Regions from separate parts of the Mus musculus genome. Here region 2 is linked to region 1. A link is a contact called in public HiChIP or PLAC-seq data. All regions are on one chromosome and are shown on one strand. Each heading gives the region's core, a stretch centred on a gene start, on an enhancer-like site or on the middle of the called end of the contact. The rest is flanking DNA. Distances are from core to core; before and after follow the strand shown.

What was found. HiChIP or PLAC-seq counts read pairs in DNA pulled down with a chosen protein or histone mark.
Region 2: a contact with region 1 is called in an H3K27ac HiChIP or PLAC-seq map of regulatory T cells, with 2.8 times the contacts expected there. The contact joins two enhancer-like sites. A contact is called at or near these places in 3 of 484 Hi-C or Micro-C datasets (ECoMG-derived neutrophils, bone marrow-derived macrophages and conventional type 1 dendritic cells) and 6 of 115 datasets of contacts at active chromatin or transcription factors (bone marrow-derived dendritic cells, bone marrow-derived macrophages, embryonic basal ganglia and 3 more).

What each region holds. Positions count from the first base shown.
Region 1 is chr3:51,998,424-52,002,594 of GRCm38.p6, reverse strand. The region is part of intron 1 of Maml3 (mastermind like transcriptional coactivator 3); the gene reads left to right. Among named protein-coding and RNA genes, the nearest start is that of Maml3, 100 kb to the left of the region's middle. Within about 2 kb of position 2,359, at least 81 of the 459 cell types and tissues checked have an H3K27ac peak or open chromatin away from gene starts, as enhancers often do. A contact at or near this core is called in regulatory T cells, where this site is marked.
Region 2 is chr3:52,168,587-52,172,757 of GRCm38.p6, reverse strand. Gm30074 (a long non-coding RNA gene) reads left to right here. Exons shown (of 3, transcript XR_867257.3): 3 at 1,090-1,677. Among named protein-coding and RNA genes, the nearest start is that of Gm30074, 9.4 kb to the left of the region's middle. Within about 2 kb of position 1,982, at least 15 of the 459 cell types and tissues checked have an H3K27ac peak or open chromatin away from gene starts, as enhancers often do. A contact at or near this core is called in regulatory T cells, where this site is marked.

The sequences.
Region 1 (4,171 bases), core at 1,110-3,609:
AAGACAGTCTTCATCCTTAATTCCTTAATATCATTTGTCAGTATCATCTACTTTTTTTTTTTTGAACCAAAGTCTCTCATTGGACTGGAATTTACTAATTGAGCTAGGCTAGCTAGCAAGTCCCAAAGATCTTGCTTGTTTCTGCTTCCCCAGTGCTGGGATTACAAGATAGTACCCTACTTTGTCTTGCTTTTATGTATGCTCTCGGAATTCCACTCATGTCTTTGTGCTTATAGGGTAAGAAAACATTTTACCAACACAGCCATCTCTCTGGTCAACTTGCTTTCCCTACCCCACCCCCACCTGCTGCTACCAGTGTGTGTGTGTGTGTGTCTGTCTGTCTGTCTGTCTGTCTCTCTGTCGGTCTGTTAGGTAAGCAGGACAGGCTTCTGTCATAGCTAAAGTTGTGTATAAGTACCTCTAGTCCGTCTGTGTGTTAATTTAGGTTGCATGCATAATGTTATTTCAGGTTAGTGAGTTGCTGTAGGACATACCTACCTCTATAGTGGACTGAACCTGCTTCTGAGATAGACATTCAACAACTGCTCCAGTGGATTTGGAGGCTAGTTTGATGTCGGTTCACGCACATCTGGGCATGGGCATTTTACCATCCCTTGCCCTTTCGTCTGCTGAAGAGCTGTACAGATCTTGCTTGGCATTTTGACTTGGTATTTCCCAGCTGCTGCAAATCCGCCAAGCAGGGACTTGACATTGGCACTTTGAGGCCACTCCGTAGCAGGTTGGTTTGTAAAGAGATGCTAAATTTGCTGAGATAGTGAAAAGCTGGCATGTATTTATTTTGGGAAGAGACAGACTCTTGTGAAATAGGGGCCCATTCTGGAAGAACTTGTACCACTCATTCATCTCGCCTTGTGCACGGAGCTGTAATGCTACAGCTGTCACCCGTTTTCAATGAGCGATTGTCATATTGTCAATCCACGATAATACAGAACAATTTCTATTCTCCATGTTGAAGCATCGCCTTTGTAGTGCAATTCAGTTCGTATTAACAATGCTTTGATGACAATTCCTTCCCACTCCACCCTTCCAGCCCTCCCTCTCGCCATTTCTGAACCAGAGGAAATCGTATTTTGACAATATCTCTAGTGTTACCAATTTTCTGCTTTAAAACATTTTGGGCCCAGAGTCCTCGCTGAAACTGCAGAAAGCACACCGATCTATTTCCTTTTTTTTTTTTTTTTTTTTTTGAGAAGAAAAAAAAACCCAACCAACCAACAACATCAACAACAAAAACCTAACTCTCTGGGGATTGGGTAGTGACTTGCCCAGCAGAACTAAAAGTATTTTTAACCATTCCTTATTTCTTCTTAAAACATTTCTATAAAAAAGAAATGGCATATGCCTTATTATTCCCTTTCACGAGGAACATATTAGAAATCAGCTCCTTTGGCTTTGGTGTTTTCAAGATAGCCATCCGTGAGCTTGGCTGTTTTCCCAGTTCTGAGTGATGGCAGTCCTAGACCTGGCATTACTGCCCCAATGGATCAGTACTTGATGAGTCGCCCTAGAGGTAAAGTTGGTTCTGGGTGTGAGCGCTCCCCGTGTATCTTAACTGTCACAATTCACTGTTTTAAGCTGGTTGAGTGTTGAGCTTTTTCTGAACCCTCTCAAGAGCTAGATCTGGGTAGACACAGGAGTGATTCAGACCCACCGTGCACACTTGTATAATCCGGGCCAGGACCAACACTGTAGATCTAAAATGCAGTTATCCTGATGGCTTCGGGATGTTTTCATTGTACTCATTTAAAAATTTCTCACCAGGGAAGTTGGAACGATGGGAAATTTTATATGGTCCCAAATGCCCCAGATGACTGGTTTATACTTTGACCTTAGAAAGGATAAAAAAAAAAGAAGAAGGTAAAACAAGTCAGTGCTTTTGAATAGGTTTCAAATATAGGAGAGCCAAATTGCGCGCACTGAGCGAGGGAACGAATTGAGCAGAGCTTTAGGTAAATGAATGTGGATGTGATGGACCTCAGTGGGAACTTGGGAGGTAAAGGGAAGAGAGGAACAACCTGAAAATGTGTATAGCATGTCCATAGAGCCGTGGCTTCTGAGAACAGCCTTGACTTTGAATAGCTTGTTGCTTTGTCCCTATAGGTGGACTTGCTTTCTCCCCGACCCCTATCCCGATGCAGCCCGATATCGCTGAGCTATTCAGGGCGCTCTGCTACCCTACTCTTGAGGTCTCAGGAAGGTGAAAACCAAGTCTTGCCCAATAGCTTGGGACAGGAAGTGGAGAGGACCGCTAACTGAAACTTGAGACTGTATGTAAAGTCCGTGCCAGAGTGGCAGGGCAGATGTTTCTTCTCTAACAGGAAGCACCCGTGGCCCACAGGAAGCGCCAGAGTCCCTCACACATGTCATCCTGTATTCGCATCTCTGCATCACTGCGTGGTCACGTGGGCTCTGTGTGACTGGAAACAAAGGCGGGACCACGGGGGAAGGAATACACCACGTGATTATTTACCCAGCCCTTTTTTTTTTTTTTTTTTAAAGATTTATTTATTGATTATATGTAAGTACACTGTAGCTGTCTTCAGACACTCCAGAAGAGGGAGTCAGATCTCGTTGGGGATGGTTGTGAGCCACCATGTGGTTGCTGGGACTTGAACTCTGGACCCTCGGAAGAGCAGTCGGGCGCTCCTACCCACTGAGCCATCTCGCCAGCCCCCCCTTTTTTTTTAAGTATACATAGCATTGCCTGCAGCCCTTCAAGCCACAAGTTAGACATAGCCACTGTAGCTGTTCCATTTATCCACCTATTCATCTGTGCACCCTAATAAAATGGTCAGTTGCGCGGGGTCTGCAGTCTGACCGCTGGGTTCAATCCCAGCTCCCCCATGAAGGTAGAAGTTAGGGACTTCACTTACATGCTGTTAGTAAGTCACAAATAGTAACTCGGTATGTCTTGAGACGGGAGGGAATCAGGGAGTGAGTGGGTTTCTATAGAAGGCCTTTAGACCGCACTGAAGAGTTGCTGTTTTATTTACCCATCTCTTGAAAAAGAGATCGCTACACATGTAGTTTTGCAGAAAGTCCATCTTTCTGGATGACAGAATTACAGCCTTCTCCTTTAAGTCCCTGGATGCATTGTTTTTCTTGGTATTTATCATTGTCTAGACATTTTAAAAAGAATAGATATTTTTAAAACAATGCCAGGGCTGAGACCTTTAGTCCATTGGAGGGAGGAGCTCTGAATTCAACTCTGCTTGTTTGATATTGAGTAGTTAGTTCATCATCTGGCCTTCCCCTCTATACTTCTGTCTTCTACCTCGATCTTTCTTTACTTCTGACTCTCTTTATTTTCTGACCTTTGGCCTACTGCCCATGGAGGCAGATAGCTCTGTGTGTGCAGCCGTTCTTGTTCATGGCTGTTCTGAGACCCAGTCACACACTGGTAAAACTCACCTCTTGAAAAATCTTGATAAATCAGTTTGCATTTATAAAGAATTGGTAACTAAGCAACTGTCACTATAAGACAAAGTAAAGTATTATGTTGAATGTTGAGTACACAGAAGTTTAAAAACTAGCGACTGTGACTCACCACAATCCAACGATTGGATGTTGTCACCGTGGAAGCCCTAGAGACTGAGTGTCAGGGGCGAGTTTAATGGCTCAGCCACTTGATAAGTGGCAATTGTAGTTCCGTGTTTTCAGGGACTTGAGTCGAATTAGCTGTATTAGCTCGGATTGTCAAGATGTCTAAGGAATGGAAGGGGGTGTCATCGCTTGTGTTTATGTAACAGTGGAAGAACACTGTTATTATACATGACGCTTATATTTGAATCCTAGTTAAAACAGGGAAGAGTTGGCTCCTGGGCTGATTCCCCTGCTCTAGTTAGATAAGGGCAGTACGAAAGGCGTAAATACGGCAATCACTCTCAGCACATTTTCATTTCTCACAAAGTGGTGATATCCTCGTGGCTGGCATTTTCAGCTCTGCCTTGCTGACTTTTAGAGGGGCTTTAAAGTGCTCGTCTCTGTTGAACGCAGGGCTCGATGGGCTGCGGCACAGCCTATGCGTCAGGGTCTGGACCACACCGACCTTGAATTAGAGGCAGAGGGGCTGTGTACACTCAGGTGAGAGGATTCCTCCCCCTCCACTTGAAGATGGGAACAGGGTTTCTCTGTGTAGCCCTGGCTGCCC
Region 2 (4,171 bases), core at 733-3,232, 170 kb before region 1:
ACTCAGTAAAAGAGACAGTCCTCACCTGTTCTGGGAGACATCACCCAATCCCCTGAAAAAGCATAGAACAGAAGGTAAAGGAGTAAGGAGCCTCTCTCTGCTGGAGCTGGGACCCCATCGCTCCATGCCCTTCCTGGCTACTGGGACTCCATCCCTCCTGGCCTGCCAGGACCTCTCCTTCCCTACCTGGCCTGCTGGGATCCCACCCCTCCCTGCCCTCAGAAATTGATGCTTCTGGTTTGGGGATCTTAAGACTTGTAATGAGTGACATTGCAAATCCTCTTGGCCTTCAGCTGGTAGACAGCTGTTCATGGAACATCTTAGCCTCCACACCTGCAGGAATAAATCCCTCATGTGAAATAACTCTCTCCGTGCTCCTATACACACATATAGCTAGGTATAAATGATACAGATATCATTTATAGATACAGATTATACATGTGGGTGATACAGGTCATATATGAGCTTGAAACCATGTGCCCAGCCCCCAGAACCCATATTGTAGAAAGAGAGAACTGATTCTGCAACGTGTCTTCTGACCATGCCATGCGCTTGTTAAATCACATACACACACAAAATAAAATAAATGTGAACCCAAACCAAAAGGCCTGGTAATTCAAAAATACTACCATTCAGGTAGCATGGGGTTCACTGTTAAAAGAAGCACCTGCCAGTGCTTGTCTTAGGGAAAGAAGGAAAGAAGGTGGAGGTGTCAAAATCCAGAAGCTTGGTGACATCTTGCAGCAGGAGCATGGGCCTCTGGGAGTCACATGCCCAGCCGGCATCAGTGACAGAGGCAGATAGCACCAGGCTGGTCCCTGTGAGCATGAGACAAACTAAGTCCTGGATTCCCTTCCAACTGCGGGCAAGCACTGCATCCGTCTCCCGGGAGCTGCATTTACAGATCCATGCTAGCACAGCTGGCTTTTACAAGGTGTCAGGGATCAAGCAGCAAGCACTTTACCAGTTGAACCCTCTCCCTGGTCTTCTTTGTGGGGTGTTTGGTTGGTAGATGTGTTTTTAAGCTCAGGTTGATGTCTACGTTTCTATGCAACTAAAGGTGACTTCACTCTTTGGTTCTGCTTCCAGCTCCCTGTGCTGAAACTACAGGGTAGACCACCACAGAATGCGATGCTGGGGATTGAACCCAGGGCCTCATACCTGCTTATCCATCACTCTGCCAACTACAGTCCTGGAAGAGTATATTCTGTAAGCAATAAATGTCAGAACTGTCAAGTATGCTCTGATGAACTTTGGTACGGCCAATATTAAGCAATACAGCCCCTTGTGTCAACACCCTGAGAAGGCTCTACTTTTCAAACAAGATTAAAAGCAAAGCGATGACGCTATTAAGCCATGAATTCATTTTGGGCTTCTTGTTAGCGGTAGGTCTTCTATTAATAAACCAGTAATAAATAACAATTGTTCCAAATAACAATAAACTTCTAGGGGAAAATAGAGATCTAGAAATTAGTCACAACTGACTTGGGGCATGCTGGAAATTATGAATACACTCTAATTTAAACTAAGTGCTTTACAGTTTTTTTAAAATTTGCTCACATCTATCTTGTTATTTAATCCTCATAGAAATTGAGTGGCGAGTTTTGGCTAATCATTCAGATGTGCATATCAAACTCACACACAGCACGCATACCCACACTCCCCACACACACAAGAGAGAGACAGACAGACAGAAACAGAGAGACAGGAAGCCAGAGACCGAGAAAAACACACAGCGACAGTTACCCTTGAGCCACAAAGAGTTTGGTAGGTTCGCCAAGTTTTCGATGGTAGAACAGGGTGAGGGGTCCAAGCTTTCTGAATCCCATAGGGTGGGGACCAAGTGTATCCCTGTGTGATGTCCTTAACACAGCCAGGTCAAGGGCCAATCTATGTCACGGGCCAGTCCTAGGGCCTTCCCCTGGGCTATGTGTGGATGTTAACCTTAAGCTAAAAACAGGAAGTGGAGAGAGTCATCCTGGATGGCTTCATGATCATGCCCCTTGAGACTGTTCTCCTACAGAGACCCCCTACTAGGTTTAGCTAACCCAGGTCCCCTTCATGTCATACATGATAAATGTGCTGAGTGTCGGGCATGCTGATGTGTCTCCATTTGAGGGCCTGTCTCGCCTGATCTTGACTTTACATTATTGTCTGACTATCGTTCATCGTTTTTTCCTTTCATATGAAACCTGCCCAGTCTACAACGTTACTTGCATGTATGTTTTCCGGGCTGACCATTTGGTATTGGGCAACCAGCTGACGTGCTCTTTCCTGGGGAAGACTTTTGCCTGCTCTCAGCTTCCTTAAGGTGTCTACAGGTCTTTGTCTAGGCTTGAGTCTCCTTGGGCTTTTCCCCCTTCCATGTTAGCATGCCTGTTGGTGTTTGTACAGGTCAAGTTGAGGCAGCCATGTTTCTCATCCAGAAAACTTGCCTTTGCAAGAGATGGAGGCCATTATGGAAAACCACAACCAATCAAAATGCAGAGTTGTGGAGCCCAGTCCCAATGGCTACATCTATAGTCAAACTCTTGCGTCCAAGGCTCAGGAGTCACCGTGGAAGAGGGGCGTACACTGTAAGAGCCAAAGGAACAGGGGGTTGCTGTAAGGTTGTGTGTCCCAGAAGCATCTGTCCTTCCTGAAGTCCGGTTTCTGGGACCCTGCCTCTTGGACTGAGGCACCACAGCCACCCAGTGCTACTTCTTGGTCATGTTTCAGCAAATATAAGCAGGGAGTATTGCCTCCTATTTCTTCCATGCAGTGGTGAAAGCTATCCTTCTAGGCAATACATGTGAAATGTGCCACACAGACTATTGGAAAACAAGCCACAGTAATAAAAACGATGTCTAATATTTGTTGCTTCTATGTCCTAAACACCTTTCTTTATGTAACCCCTAGAAATAGCTATAGGAATGTGTATTTCTTATAACTCCTTGTTAGGAATGAATAAAGAGAGCTTCAGGTGAGTTCCAAAGCTACTTGGCCTATCTTGATGTGGCAGTGCACACCATAACCTCAGCTTGGAGGGGGACAATCCCTAGGAATTCTAGACAAGCCCGGGGCTACAGAAAGAGTCTGAAGCCAGCCTAGAAAACATAGTAAAACTCTGTCTCAAAAAAAAGATCAAATTACTTTAATTGAAATCAAGCCACTTGTCTGGTAAATTACAGAATAAGGGTCAGTGAGGGGTTGTCTGATCCCAACGCCACTCTCCTCCCCGCTCTTAGCTGCAGGCTCAGAACCTGCTCTACCTGCGGATCCATCCTGTCTTTCTTGAATTCAGAGTATCTGAGAAGAGTGTGAGGACACAGTCTCCCGTAAAGAGCATGAGGTTATGACCTAACACCTAGGAAAGGGAGACTCACTCTGAAGCTTTCATTTGCTGTGCAGTTGTGATGTAAACCTTTCTTCCCATGATTAACAGAGCCTGACTGCATCAGGCACGGCCTCCTCCGCGGCATTGACCTCTGGTTTGCCTCCATTAGAGCAGGTTACCAGAAGGGTAGCCATTGACCAGAAAAGCCGCCCTTTCCTCTGACGTTAATATCCGTAAGTGTAAGATGCTGTATAAAGTCCTGTTATTACCTAATTAGCTGTAGTGGATAATGATTTTCATATTCTAAGCCTGAAGATGGGAAGTAAAATTCAGCGCTGGCATAGGTAGTTTTATTTAAAATCTTCATGCACAATAGGGCATATTTCCCCAACAAATAGTTCCAGGATTCCTGCTACCTTTGAGTCATCTTCAAAACACACCTAAGGCATTAATCTATTTTATAGACCTGGAACTTTCTTTATTCTGTTTAAAGTTTTACTTGTTTTCAAATTATAAAACTTAAAAGTGCCCCAAACCACAAAAGCTTCTTTATTTTGGCACTTACACCAAGTAAGCTGATTTTTCTCCCCCTCAGGATTTTTATACAATTCTTGTCTTGAGTTGATGCTTGTTAACTGAAGTGATTTTTTTTTCTGACCAACTTTTAATTTCCTGAAAGTTGAGGCTTACGGTACAGAGAAGGGGCTAAAAAAATCTAAATCAGCTCTAACGAGGTAGATGGGTGAATGAGTTAACATCCACTCTATTGTCTGAAGAGTCTATTGTCAACAGCCTTTGCATCTCCTGGTAAAACTCCCAACTATGAGATGTGGTTATCTGAACACACAAACGTAT